Regions from separate parts of the Mus musculus genome. Here all the other regions are linked to region 3. Evidence: chromatin contacts called from public HiChIP or PLAC-seq data. All regions are on one chromosome and are shown on one strand. The core of a region is the stretch at or near the end of the contact, and the rest is flanking DNA. Distances in the headings are between cores, read along the strand shown. Region 1 has its middle 9.3 kb from the start of Platr5. Region 2 has its middle 21 kb from the start of Gm34930. Region 3 overlaps Agap1 (ArfGAP with GTPase domain, ankyrin repeat and PH domain 1). Region 4 has its middle 8.1 kb from the start of Gm19589.

Region 1 (2,875 bases), core at 49-2,548, 760 kb before region 3:
GTATGTGTGTATGTATATGTATATGTATTTGTGTGTATGTATATGTGTGTATGTATGTGTATATATGTATGTGTGTATGTGTGCATGTGTGTGTATGTGTGTGTATATGTGTTTGTGTGTATGTATATGTGTGTGTGTGTGTGTGTGTGTGTGTGTGTGTGTGTGTATTTTTTCATCCCACTGTTGATCCTTTGGGAATTCCATTCATGTTTTAGTTTTAAGACAATTTTATCTCCACATTACTGACTAAGAAGCCAATTGTTTCAGAATGGTTTCAATTACTTGTTATGACAATTGGATGCCTGACAAAGAGGGCTGGGGAGATGTCTCTGGGAGAAAAGACACCTGTGGCCAAGCCTGACAACCTGCATTGGATCACCAGCGCCAGAGGGAGAGATGACTTGTCTTTTCCGTTGCTATGATAAAGTAAGTCTGCCTAAAACAAGTTTAAGGTGGAAAGAGGTTATTTGGCTTACAGTTCCAGGTTACATAGCAGGGAAGTCAAGGCAGGAACTTGGAAGAGGGAGTCACGGCACATACATAGTCAAGAGCAGAGAGAATCACAAAGAGATGCATGCCCACAGCTCAGCTTGCTCACCTATTCATGCATAGTTCAGAATCCAAACCTAGAGCGCAATGCTACATTTAGGAGAGGCATTCCCAGCTCAGTTAATCCAGTCTGGAGACTCCCTCACAAACATGGCTAGGGGCTGGCGGGGCAGTGGCCTCTGCCACTAGACAGAAAACTTGGTGAGGTTGAGTGGATTCAGAAACCCTGATAATTCTCACTTCTGAGAATGATAGGGGTTTAATCTACTCCTACCAGGTTCCTGTCCTGCAACACATGACCACGACACCCCATGGAGAGGACTGTGACAATCAGTCACATAGGTGCAACACCCGAATCCCCCCACATGCAGATGAGGCATCCCTAACATCTCAGAACAAGCCAATAGAAAGCATCTGCTTTTAGACCTCAGCCTATCACCAAATGAATATAAGACCCTATCCACAAGGAATAAAGTGCACAAGTTATTTCATCAAAGACTGTCCTAACACGTTGAGGAAGAGAATTCTCTCCTGAAACTTTCATTGCTGGAAGCTCCCTGAGCCTAAGGTAGTCACTTCCCATTGCTCAGTGGCCCCGCCCAACCCTGGCTCCCAGCCCCGCCCACTGCTTTCCTGTTGCATGCTGTTGCCTGTCATTGACTCCAGGGCAGGTGCAGCAGCCAACTCTGGGGCAGCTGCAGAAAAGGCCTGGCAGCCCTCCTTGCTGTGGCTCTTCGTCCCCTCAGAGAGCCACAACTGTTTGGCTATTCTGGCCAGGCCAGAGCCCCAAAGATCCCCTCAGACAGTGCCCAGTATGCAGACCGCAGACTGGGAGTGGCTTGTTTCTGTGATGATTCTAGATCCAGTCAAATTAATAATTAATAACCATCACAGATGTTTAGAGACTGAGTCAGAATGGCTGAGCCTATTGACTGTTATACCCAGGCTGCCTGGCCCCAGACGTGGGTCTCCTGAATACTGTTCTACATTTCTTGTAGTGTAAACACAGGCAAAAATAAAGTCACCAAAACTCACACTAAAATATATTCTACCCATATAATAGAGGAGTAGAACACTTGCCTGGCATGTTTGAGGCTCTGGAGTCCAGCCATAGTATCACCAAAATAAAACAACAAAATAACTCTACAAAGTCGATGAACTTTAGCCAAGATGAGCTTTGCTCGGTGGGGCTATTAGGGATTAGTTTTTTATTATTGATTTTTCATATTGATTCTCTATGACATTCATGATGGAAAAATAATTAACTATTCTTAAAAAAAATCAGTGACAATCAGGTGGACATATATTTGTAAAGTATCAATATGACTTAGAGTGTGCTCCCGTGTCCTGCTTGCTGAAGTCATAGGAGAACTTTTGCCAGGCTGGTGAGTGTCACTGGCAGGTGCTCCATGCATGGAGGCCACCAGCTGAAATGATGGCAAAGATGAGGGGGAAATGACCTTCATAACTTACCAGGGACTCAGAAGTCTAGACAGGAGTGACCCAGACATCAGAGGGTCATCATTACCACTGCCTCCATCTCTCACAGTGACCATGATACAGTAGTTGGGAATCTCATGGAGATGAGATTCAGGGTCACAGGAGGGTGTGCACAGCTATGACCAGACACAGCACTTCATGTTAGAGTCTTCAGTATGCATGGAGATCACAGTACCCACTCCTTAGGATCACTAGAGGTTAAGTGTATTGTTACTTTGATATATTGGTGCATTGCTATATTGCTACATTGCTATATTGCTACATTGCTATATTGCTACACTGTTATATGCCGCTTTTGTTTTCATTTCTTGTGTCATGCAAGACTTCTCTTCCTTGGGAAGAGATGTTGGGAAGAGGTGTGCATGCCATAGTGTGGGTCACTGAATAGATTCACAGAAAGCAGAGTATTGATGCAGCTTCAGATCATCAACCCAGGCTCAGAAAGTTCAAAAGCCCCAAAGCCAAGTGTCCTGTCAAGCATTCAAGACATGTTGGGTTTACTTCAATTGGACCTCCTTCCACTGCTGTTGACTAGGACGTTGAAATTCTGCCTTTTGAAGTTCAGTATGCCCAAGGTTTGGCGGTAGGTTTTGCAGGATCAGATGACAGGCTCCAGGTGGCCAGGGGTTAGCTACCGTGGCAAAAGCAGTCTTTTTGGCGTCTCATGTGATTTGGCATTCATTTCAAGATGATGTCAATGAAATCACACTGGGGTGGGGATGATGGCTTCAGGCCCCATGCTGGTGACAGCTGACATGTTTATCCTTCTCTCTGGGGCACCCACCTCCTGGCCAGCGGTCAATTACAAAGACTCTTCAGAGAATTA
Region 2 (2,924 bases), core at 82-2,581, 700 kb after region 3:
GGGCTGCCTCTGAGCTTAGCCATGCCACAGTGGATCCAGCTACTGCTGTACTGCAGTGTCCTGCTGACAAAAAGGGTCCTTCTTACTCTACCATCCACCGATTTGCATGTGCAATTTCTTCAGATGAGCTTACCTGAGATGGAAGACCCATGTGATCTCCCCCTGCCATGAGTCAGAGTAGTGGTTCTCAACAGGGCGTGGTTCTGCTCCCAGGGAATCCTTGACAAGGTCTGGAGATAGCTTGGGTGTTATACTTGGATGCTGCTGCTAACTAATATCCAGTAGCCAGAGGTCAGGGATGTGTCTAGACATCCTGTAGTACCCAGGGTGGTGCTTGCGGTAGTCTATGATCCAGTCCTAAATGTCCACAGTGCTGAGGCAAACCAACCCTAACTTGGAGGTGGTTCTTTTGTTTGCTGAGGATGCTGGCTGCATCCCTGAGTAGGCTGCCTGATCTGGGTGTGACTGTGGTTCCCGGAGCCCCTTGCCCTCCATTTCTGTTGAGGGACTATTTAGCCTTTCTTTCCTGGTGCTCTCAGACATTTTCCCATCCTCCTCTTCTGTGCCTTAGGTGGAAGGAGTGACTTCAGCCACTGCCTTCTACCACTATACTTTGTAGTTTTTTTTGGGTTTTTTTCTTTTTCTTTTTCTTTTTCTTTTTTTCTTTTGTCACAGCCTGAGAGGTCCTCTTCCCTCTCTACTGTGTTCAGTGTCTCTGGCAGGCTCATCTCATCTCTGTAGCCCCAGTTCCCATGGCAGTGCCTGCTTGTAGCTCCTTTTGGCTACTTAGCTTTGGGTCCTTCCCTAGCTGAGATACACCAACATTGGAGGCAGCTGCTGCTTCCCTGAAGCTGAGCTCTGGGCTTCCTTTTGATGGCTTTCCAAGACCCCTGATACCCTTAGGAAGGTCCCCCTCCCCCACCCCCCACACACACCTCCCTATCCCCACCCTGCACCATATTCTCTTTCCTGAGTGATTATCAGGAATTCTTCTCTTGCCTGGACCTTGAGACAGCCAACCCCTTCTCTGGACCTCACACAACCCCTCCCAACAGACAGGCAGTCAGGGGCCACTTCTCCTCCCCTCTCTCTGGTGTCTAACATTTCTCTCTTTCCTCTTTGTTGTCAGTCCTAATACTTGACACAAGCAGAGGCCGAACTTTAAATTATCCCATGTTCTATGAGAACAGTCTTGGGTCCCCAGATACTTCCTCTCTATCGTCAGGGCTGGCATCTTGCCTGGGTGATGCCCATGGGCTACAGTGCTAGCAGAGGCCAGGGCTCCTCAAGCTCGCCCAAAGTGTTCAAGGAGGAAACATGTCCGGCAGCCTGTGGAAGGAAGACCAGTGAGTCACTGGTGTGGAATTCATGCTCAGGCCCTGAGTGCTGACTGAGTAATTAGGTGTGGTTGCTGGTGGCCTGCCTCTAAACCGACTTAATCAATTCATCACTTCTTCTTTGCCCCAGCTAGTCTTACTGTGTGGACCCCAGGCATTCATCTTCCTGGTGAGAGTCTGGGTGGGGAAAGATAAATCACGTTTGAGATCAGCTAAGTCATCGCCTGCCTTTGTGGCCAAACCTGAAAGCCAGGTCCCGGCTCTCATTTCTCAACCATCAGACTGTGAGATACCATTGAGACAAACTAGCCGTGAGTGACTTCATTAAGTCTGGCCAGCAAGAGTGTTGGGATGGCTCCTGAGGTGAGGTACTTCAGCAGAGGTTGCCTCTAAGTGACCCCTGCCCCTTGCTTGGAAAAGCATGCTTGGAAGTCAGATATGGTTGAGAAACCCTGCATTGCATTGTGGGAAATTCACAATGCATCCCAGGATCTGAGAAGTCCTGAAGGATCCTTCCAACCGTCAGTGGTAACTCTGAATTCACGCATTCCAGCGGGGAGACTTAACTGGAAGATTCCAAAACACCATGGGTTTCTGGGGCTGCTCCCATGGGGCTTTGTTTTAGGGGCTACAGGGTGGGCCCCACTGTTCATATTCTCTCAAAATTTTCCAGGGACTGGATACAATTCAGGTTAAGGGGCAAAGGGAGATGGCTCAGTTGGTAAGGTCAAACTCAAAGGCCCGAGTCTCCATTCTCCATGTCCAGTACCCACATTAACAACAACATCAAACAAGAGAAGGAGGAAGAGGAGGAAGAGGAGGAAGAGGAGGAAGAAGAGGAGGAAGAGGAGGAGTGAGTCTGTCATCCCAGTGCTGGGAGGCAGCCAGTTTAGCCAATATGTGAGTTCCAGGTTCAGGGAGAGTGCCCGTGTTTAAAAAAAAAGTGAAAATGGATTGAAGAAAACACCTAAGACACCTGACATAAATCTCTGACCTACACATGGGCAAGTGTGTGTGCACGCACACATACTCACATACACACATACACACATACTCACATACACACACACCTCAGACATATATACACATATACACATGCACACACACTCACACTGGCATGCTCACACACATGCAGGAACACATTTACACTCATACACATTCTCATACTCGAATGCACACATATATACATGCTAGCACTCATGCACATACATGTATGTACACACAGAGAGACACAAAAGCACGTACACACACACACACACACACAGAGAGAGAGAGAGAGAGAGAGAGAGAGAGAGAGAGAGAGACTTGGGCACCACAGAGCCCACACTGAATTTTTTCTTCTTTCTGCTTTAAATTTGAGCTTCCCAAAGGCAAATAGAGTGGAGAAATCAGAGGTGGGGCAGAGCCATCTTAGATCCACCCATGGGTGAGTATCTTGGGAAAGAGAGACATTTCCTTGTCTCTTGGGAGACATCCTTAGGAGAGAGACCTTTAAAGGATTGGGAAAGAGGCTGTGGGAAAACTAACTTCCTGGAAATGATGTGCACGGATATTTTAAGTGTAAAAGCAAATGACTGTTCCTTGGAG
Region 3 (2,851 bases), core at 296-2,795:
TCCTTGCTTGCTTGGAAAAGCCAGTGGCTTGAAATGAATAATTTTGAGCCATTAGTAGAGAAAACACATTACCTGTATATAAACCTGACAGTAACAGAATCACTTCTGTCTCCCTTGTTAACCGAGCTTGCTAACCTGCTGCCTGCTTTGTATATTCGCAAAGCCTCCTGGGTGGAAAAGGAGAATCCAGTGGAAGGGTGAAAGATCCTTGCTTGAGCTCCAGACAGCTGGTGAGTGAAAGGCAGCCAGAGACACAGCTGTCCTTGAGTTGCGCTTCTGCCAAGTCAAAATAACAGGTATGGGGTTGAGATTCCGAGCTCAGCCTGTGCAGTGCCTGCTGTGTGCTAGGCCTTCTTGAAAGGGCGAAACACACCCTTTTGTTTTCAGTCCTTGCCGTGGAGCGCTGTCCTCTGAGCACAGTGTGGGTGTCACGGGAACAGCCGTGGCTACGTGCGAGAGACTCTCAAGCCATGACTCCTTGACAGGCGGCGTTCCCTCAGAGTAGGAGAGGTGTAGGGAGGCTCATTGGACCCTCGGCTGAGCTCAGTCACACTCTTTTGCACTTACTGGCCAGTTATATGTTAATTCTGGCTAAATTGCACGTGGTCTGGGTGAAGTACTGTAGACGGTGGAATGTTAACTGCGAGTAGGACTCCTATACAGCTATGGGGAAGCTGTCATCCATGCTGGGGCCGAGGCTTCCTAGTGGCAGCTGCTCCTGGAGATAACCCCTCTCCCGTGCTTCCCTTAGTTCCCGTTGGGCTACAGTGGAATCTTACTGTGTGGTTTTGTTGTTGGTACCCTGTAAGGGAGAGGGGGTTGAAGACGATGCTCTGTGTCTCCTCGGAGAGAGTTCCCACAATGGCCCTGTAACAATCTATTTTACCGAAGAGCAGCTTTGTAGCTGGGGTTTGTTACTGCAGCCAGCAGCTTGAGGGTCTCTGTGAAGCATGCTGGGGTGTGGTGGGTGGGGTAGAATGAGGTCTGGCTGCTGTGACTCCTTTCCTGTGGGTCTCAGGAATGGAAGTAGAGCCATTTGATGGAGGAGGAACAGTAATTTTCTATGCACAGTTTAGTTCTGCTGATGTTTAATGAGAACTTCAGGGAAGGTGCCCTGGAAAAAGAGAACACTGGGGCTCCACCCCTCATACCTGTCTCTGTGTGGTCTTTAGTCCCTCTCAGGCTTCCTTTCATTCTCCATGATGAGGCACTGGTGTCTCTGACCAATGGCCTCTCCGCATAGCAAGATCTAGGTACAAAATGGTCATTGGATTTTTGTAGACCCTCCAAAGGCCACACCACCAGGAAGCTATGTTCACTGATGTGGGGCTCTGGAATTCTCTTGTTTGGCCAGTCTCTGCATTTCCTTTAGCCCACAGGTTGTCACCAGTGTTTGCTTTAACTTCCTCTTACGGCTATCTCAATTCGAGATTGCCAGCCTGAGCTACAGATCCATCTTGCCACAGATGCCAGCCCACCGCCACAGGCTGACTGCAGAGACTGCAGTGCCCTGCTGCACAGTGCTGGGGAAACTTGTTGCTGAGGGGATGTTTAAAGACTCTTCCAGTGGAGACAGCTCGTAGGCGGCGTGTTTTCCTGGCTCACTCCAGAGTATAGCTGGCCCCTCGGCAGTTGGTATTTCCCAGTGGTCCATCGTCCGCTCCTCTTCTACTGAAGTTCTTTACCTTGGCTTTCCAAGCCTCCTTTCCCTGGGAGGAGTGGCCATGGTCTCTGTGGGAGCAGAAGCCTGGCCTTGGCCCTGACGGTGCTTGGGGCTGTGATGGCTGGGGAGGCAGCGCCTTCCCTCACCAGGCTGAAGACAATTGGGAATAGACACAGGGTGGGCAGAGGCTTCCGAGCCCTAGAGAGGCAGTTTTGTCTTCTGACTGCTGTCAGTTGTGGTCAGAGGAAAGGGGCTTTGAACAGTGGAGTGGGAGTCAGCCGCTTTTTTATCTTTGAGGGTCACTGAGCATCTAGAGTCAGCCATCTCTAGCTGTTAGCCCCTTGTTTACCTGCCCAGCTCTGAGGTGGCTGGCAAGCTATGGGCTACAGCTTCAGTCCTGCATGCTAGCTGAGTGCCTCACCCTGCAGTGGATGGCAGAACTTTTGCAGGCTTGCATGCTGGAATGCACACAGCCAGCTTTTCCTGACCCCTCTGGGTTTGTGGTGAAGGGAGTCATTGAAATGGGTGGGATAATCCACTCTTCTCAGAGGTGGGCTGCTGATGACCTCCACAGGCCTGAGAGTCTAACTTAATAAACAATGGCTTAAAGTCTTACGATGAGTTGTAGTGGTATTAGTGAGGTGTGTTATTGTTTGTTTGTTTGTTTTTGTTTTTCGATCACATTTTACTGCTTTATTTACATATTAAATATTTCTCATGAACTTTGCTTTATAAAACTGACAAAGATTTTTGCCTCATTAAGCAAGCTGTGTTTGCTGACTGTAGCATAAACACATCATCACCATGCAAACAGACATACATTTAAGTGCATATACTGTGAATTTTTGGCTTTTAGGCTTTCAGACTTGTTTATTCAGGTAGTATAAAAAAAGAGATGAGGCACATTCTTAGGGGAATTTTAAGAGTACACATAGGTTAAATTTTTTGTTCTGCGGTAATTGTAGACTCATGCTCAGCAAACAAGGCGATTGAAGCAGCAGGAAGGGAAGGAAGTGAGTAATCTAAGTGGATAGTGGGATCTTAGACTTAGCTTCTTGCTCGCCTATACTGCCCCCTGCTGGCCATGCCAGACTTTGCATTGCGGATGTATACTTAGCAGGAAGGGGATCAGTTGTTTCATACATACACACCATAGGTGATCTCTTTCTGTGATCTTCCTTTCTTTCC
Region 4 (3,010 bases), core at 286-2,785, 980 kb before region 3:
TGATGCTGGCCATGTGACTGGCTTCCTGGTCTCATCAGCTGAGTGTCCCGAGGAGAAATGTTGTTCCCTGGAACCCTGCTGATAGTCATGTCCAGTCAAGAGTATCTTACTTGCCTTGGTTTTCTTCGTCATTGACTCTCATCGGCCTGGGAACCTTTGATGCCAAGTTTTGTGTTCATCTCTTCTGGTTGAGTAGCTATTCCCCTGAGGTCACCACATAGGTTTGAATTCACCAAAGGGTCCCAGGAACAGATGTAGACTCTATAGTCAGCAGGAACTGTTCAAATCACCGTTCATCACCCGAGAAGAGGGAGAGCCTGGGAGAAACTCCTTTACCTGGGAATCTTGGGCTCCTTGTCTATGAAGATGCAGATGAGAACAGTGCTGGTGCTCGTAGAGACTCACGTGAGTGAATGAGACAACCCAACCTTAAGAGCAGAGGCAATAGTATGATGTCATTTAAAAAAAAATCATTATTTTATCATCGTTGGGGAAGTGTGGGAATCAGAGTGAGGGAGGCAACCAAAATATAATATTTTAGTTCACCCTAGTATTTCTGAACTCAGAATATTTCCATATTGGTTAGAATACATTAAGATTCAGTATTAATTTAAATAAATTAAAACTGTACACAGCCAACATGTGTACACTGAGCCCTTCTCATGTTCCAGGCACAATTCTGGGACCTGGCTGAAGGAGATGATATCTCTGCTCTTAGAAAACTTACATTCTCTCTGTGTGTTTGTGTTTGTGTGTGTGTGCCTTCTATCATTCTCACCTTAGAGAGACAAGGTCTCTCCTGGAACCTGGAGCTTACCAATGCAGCTAGACTGTCTGCCTGCAATCTCCAGGGCCCCTCCTCTCTTCACACCTTTTCTTCCATGCGTGCCATCATGTCAAGGGCTTTACACGTGTGCTGTGGATACAACTCAGGTCCTTATGCTGGTGTGGCAGACACTTTACTAACTGAGCCATCTCACTAGCCAGAGAGAGGAGAGATACACACAGAGAGAGCCAGAGACAGAGAGACAAAAAAACAGAGACAGAGAGACAGAGAGAGAGAGAAAGAGAATCACAGCTAAGTGCAAGTAGAGATGCAAAGGTATGGTGGTCTTGGAAGAATGTCATTTCCAGTCACCATTCAACTACCGAGCAACCTACCTTTGTGCTCATCAACTTTGCCGGCTTCTGAACACACATCAGCCTCCTCTGCATGGAACATGGTAAAGGTAGAAAAGTATTCTTACACCCTATGGAGGATGAGAAAGGCCAGAGAGGTCAGCTTCCCTCCAGCTATACTGCTGTTCACGACCATCAGCTAAGAGGATGATGGGAAAGCTGTCCCTCATTCTGCAGGGAGCTTAAACCCAGAGATGGCATTTCTGAGGCCTTCTGGGACTTAAGCCTTCAAATACATAAGACTTCTCTAAGTCAAGAGATTAGAAGATGACATTTCCCCTTGGCTTGCTGCAGCACGTTGCAAGGGCATGTACGAGAGCCATCTCCTGACAAGAATACCTGGCACTGGCCACACAGTGTTCTCTGTGGGAGTCTTCCTGCCTGGGAGACTAGTTTCTGTGACTCACAGGATATGAGATGGTGTGAGGGAAAAGGAAGGGTGCAGGAAAGCCTGCAGTAAATGGGGATGGACCCCTTAATGTCTGTATGGCTGTTTTCCAAAGACACAAATCAATTTCCTGGGAGATGTCCCCAGAATTTTTTTGATTGTAGAAATGTGACAATGAGGTGAAAATCTAGTCACCAGCACATGTTTCAGCTTGCCATTCGTAGCTGATAGTAACTGGGCCTGGTTTCTGAATAGTCAAACAGAAAACACAGTTACATGTTAGGAAAGCTGTGGTTCACAGCCAAGGGAAGAGAGGGGGTGGCAGGAAATTTCACTTCCAAAAGAGCCACTCACTTGAGATGCTTTTGTTAACCGGCACTGAAGTGCATGGGGACTAGTCTTAGTGGGAAAATGAGACACATAGGTGGTGGTGGTGTGGCCCTGATACCCGGGGGGGGGGGTGTCCCTAGAATCATGGCTCTCACCCGGGAAGTGAATGAGGATCTTTGCAGAATACTACATAAAGGCAAATTTCATTCCAGTTGAGGGATTGGTTTTTTACATCTCTCCTTTTCCTCCTCCCTCCCTCTCTCCCTCCCTTCCCCCTTCCCTCCCCTCCCCCACCCCCTCTGTGTTCACAATCAATCTGCAGCATGGGTGTGGGAGTCAATTTTCTTCTTCCTCCACTTGTGACACAGGGATTGAACTCAAGTCATCAGGCTTGGTGGCAAGTGCCTTCAGCCATCTCAGTGTCCCCAGTGGAGCTTTTAAAAGCTCTACTGGCTCACTTACTATGGGTGATGCACAGAGAACCATGTCCCATATACCATAACTATGCTCCAAACACTATGGCCATACCCCATACACCACAACCATGCCCTATATATCATGACCACATCTAATTATATTCTACACCCCACACCTGTGCCCCAAACAAAACAACCATGTTTAATGCATCATGACCATGTCCCCTACACCAAACAACATGAGCATGTACCTGTATGATGACTTAAGCCCCACCCCTGGCTAGGGAGTTATTGGTAATTGACAGCTTCCTGGAAATAGAAAATTAGTTTTTGAAAAGGTGTGTCCCATAGTAGGTCAACCACACTCCAGTGAATAGACATCTACCCAAGAAAATGTAGACAGCACTAATTGGACTCAATGTGTTTTTAAAAAAATAAAGGCATAGTATTTTAGGAGAGCCCATTCCTCATGCCACCCCTTACTTTATGATTTCCTCCACTCCCTGATAGGCCAGATCCTTCTTAACCTAACCTGAGCGGCAGTGTGTCAGCTTCTAGCCACCTTAGAACACCAGTCCATTCCCAAGTCCCCAGCAGAGTGGTTGCCATGTCTATATTGTATAGAATGGTCAGGACCATGACCCTACACTAGACCCACACAGTCTAGTGGCATCTCTCCTCACAGCCCTGTTCACCA

The links. HiChIP or PLAC-seq counts read pairs in DNA pulled down with a chosen protein or histone mark.
Region 1: a contact with region 3 is called in a FOXA1 HiChIP or PLAC-seq map of pancreatic cancer cells. The contact joins two enhancer-like sites. A contact is called at or near these places in 14 of 484 Hi-C or Micro-C datasets (the C2C12 cell line, Th1 cells, Th2 cells and 10 more) and 3 of 115 datasets of contacts at active chromatin or transcription factors (embryonic basal ganglia, pancreatic cancer cells and stem cell-derived neural progenitor cells).
Region 2: a contact with region 3 is called in a FOXA1 HiChIP or PLAC-seq map of pancreatic cancer cells. The contact joins two enhancer-like sites.
Region 4: a FOXA1 HiChIP or PLAC-seq map of pancreatic cancer cells shows a contact between it and region 3. The contact joins two enhancer-like sites. A contact is called at or near these places in 1 of 115 datasets of contacts at active chromatin or transcription factors (pancreatic cancer cells) and 1 of 9 other capture datasets (embryonic stem cells).

Annotation. Positions count from the first base shown.
Region 1 is chr1:88,762,728-88,765,602 of GRCm38.p6, forward strand. No RefSeq gene overlaps it. Among named protein-coding and RNA genes, the nearest start is that of Platr5, 9.3 kb to the left of the region's middle. Within about 2 kb of position 1,299, at least 19 of the 459 cell types and tissues checked have an H3K27ac peak or open chromatin away from gene starts, as enhancers often do. A contact at or near this core is called in myocytes and pancreatic cancer cells, where this site is marked.
Region 2 is chr1:90,224,475-90,227,398 of GRCm38.p6, forward strand. No RefSeq gene overlaps it. Among named protein-coding and RNA genes, the nearest start is that of Gm34930, 21 kb to the right of the region's middle. Within about 2 kb of position 1,332, at least 98 of the 459 cell types and tissues checked have an H3K27ac peak or open chromatin away from gene starts, as enhancers often do. A contact at or near this core is called in pancreatic cancer cells, where this site is marked.
Region 3 is chr1:89,521,861-89,524,711 of GRCm38.p6, forward strand. All of the region lies in intron 1 of Agap1 (ArfGAP with GTPase domain, ankyrin repeat and PH domain 1), which reads left to right. Among named protein-coding and RNA genes, the nearest start is that of Gm41914, 58 kb to the right of the region's middle. Within about 2 kb of position 1,546, at least 28 of the 459 cell types and tissues checked have an H3K27ac peak or open chromatin away from gene starts, as enhancers often do. A contact at or near this core is called in myocytes and pancreatic cancer cells, where this site is marked.
Region 4 is chr1:88,541,931-88,544,940 of GRCm38.p6, forward strand. No RefSeq gene overlaps it. Among named protein-coding and RNA genes, the nearest start is that of Gm19589, 8.1 kb to the right of the region's middle. Within about 2 kb of position 1,536, at least 20 of the 459 cell types and tissues checked have an H3K27ac peak or open chromatin away from gene starts, as enhancers often do. A contact at or near this core is called in pancreatic cancer cells, where this site is marked.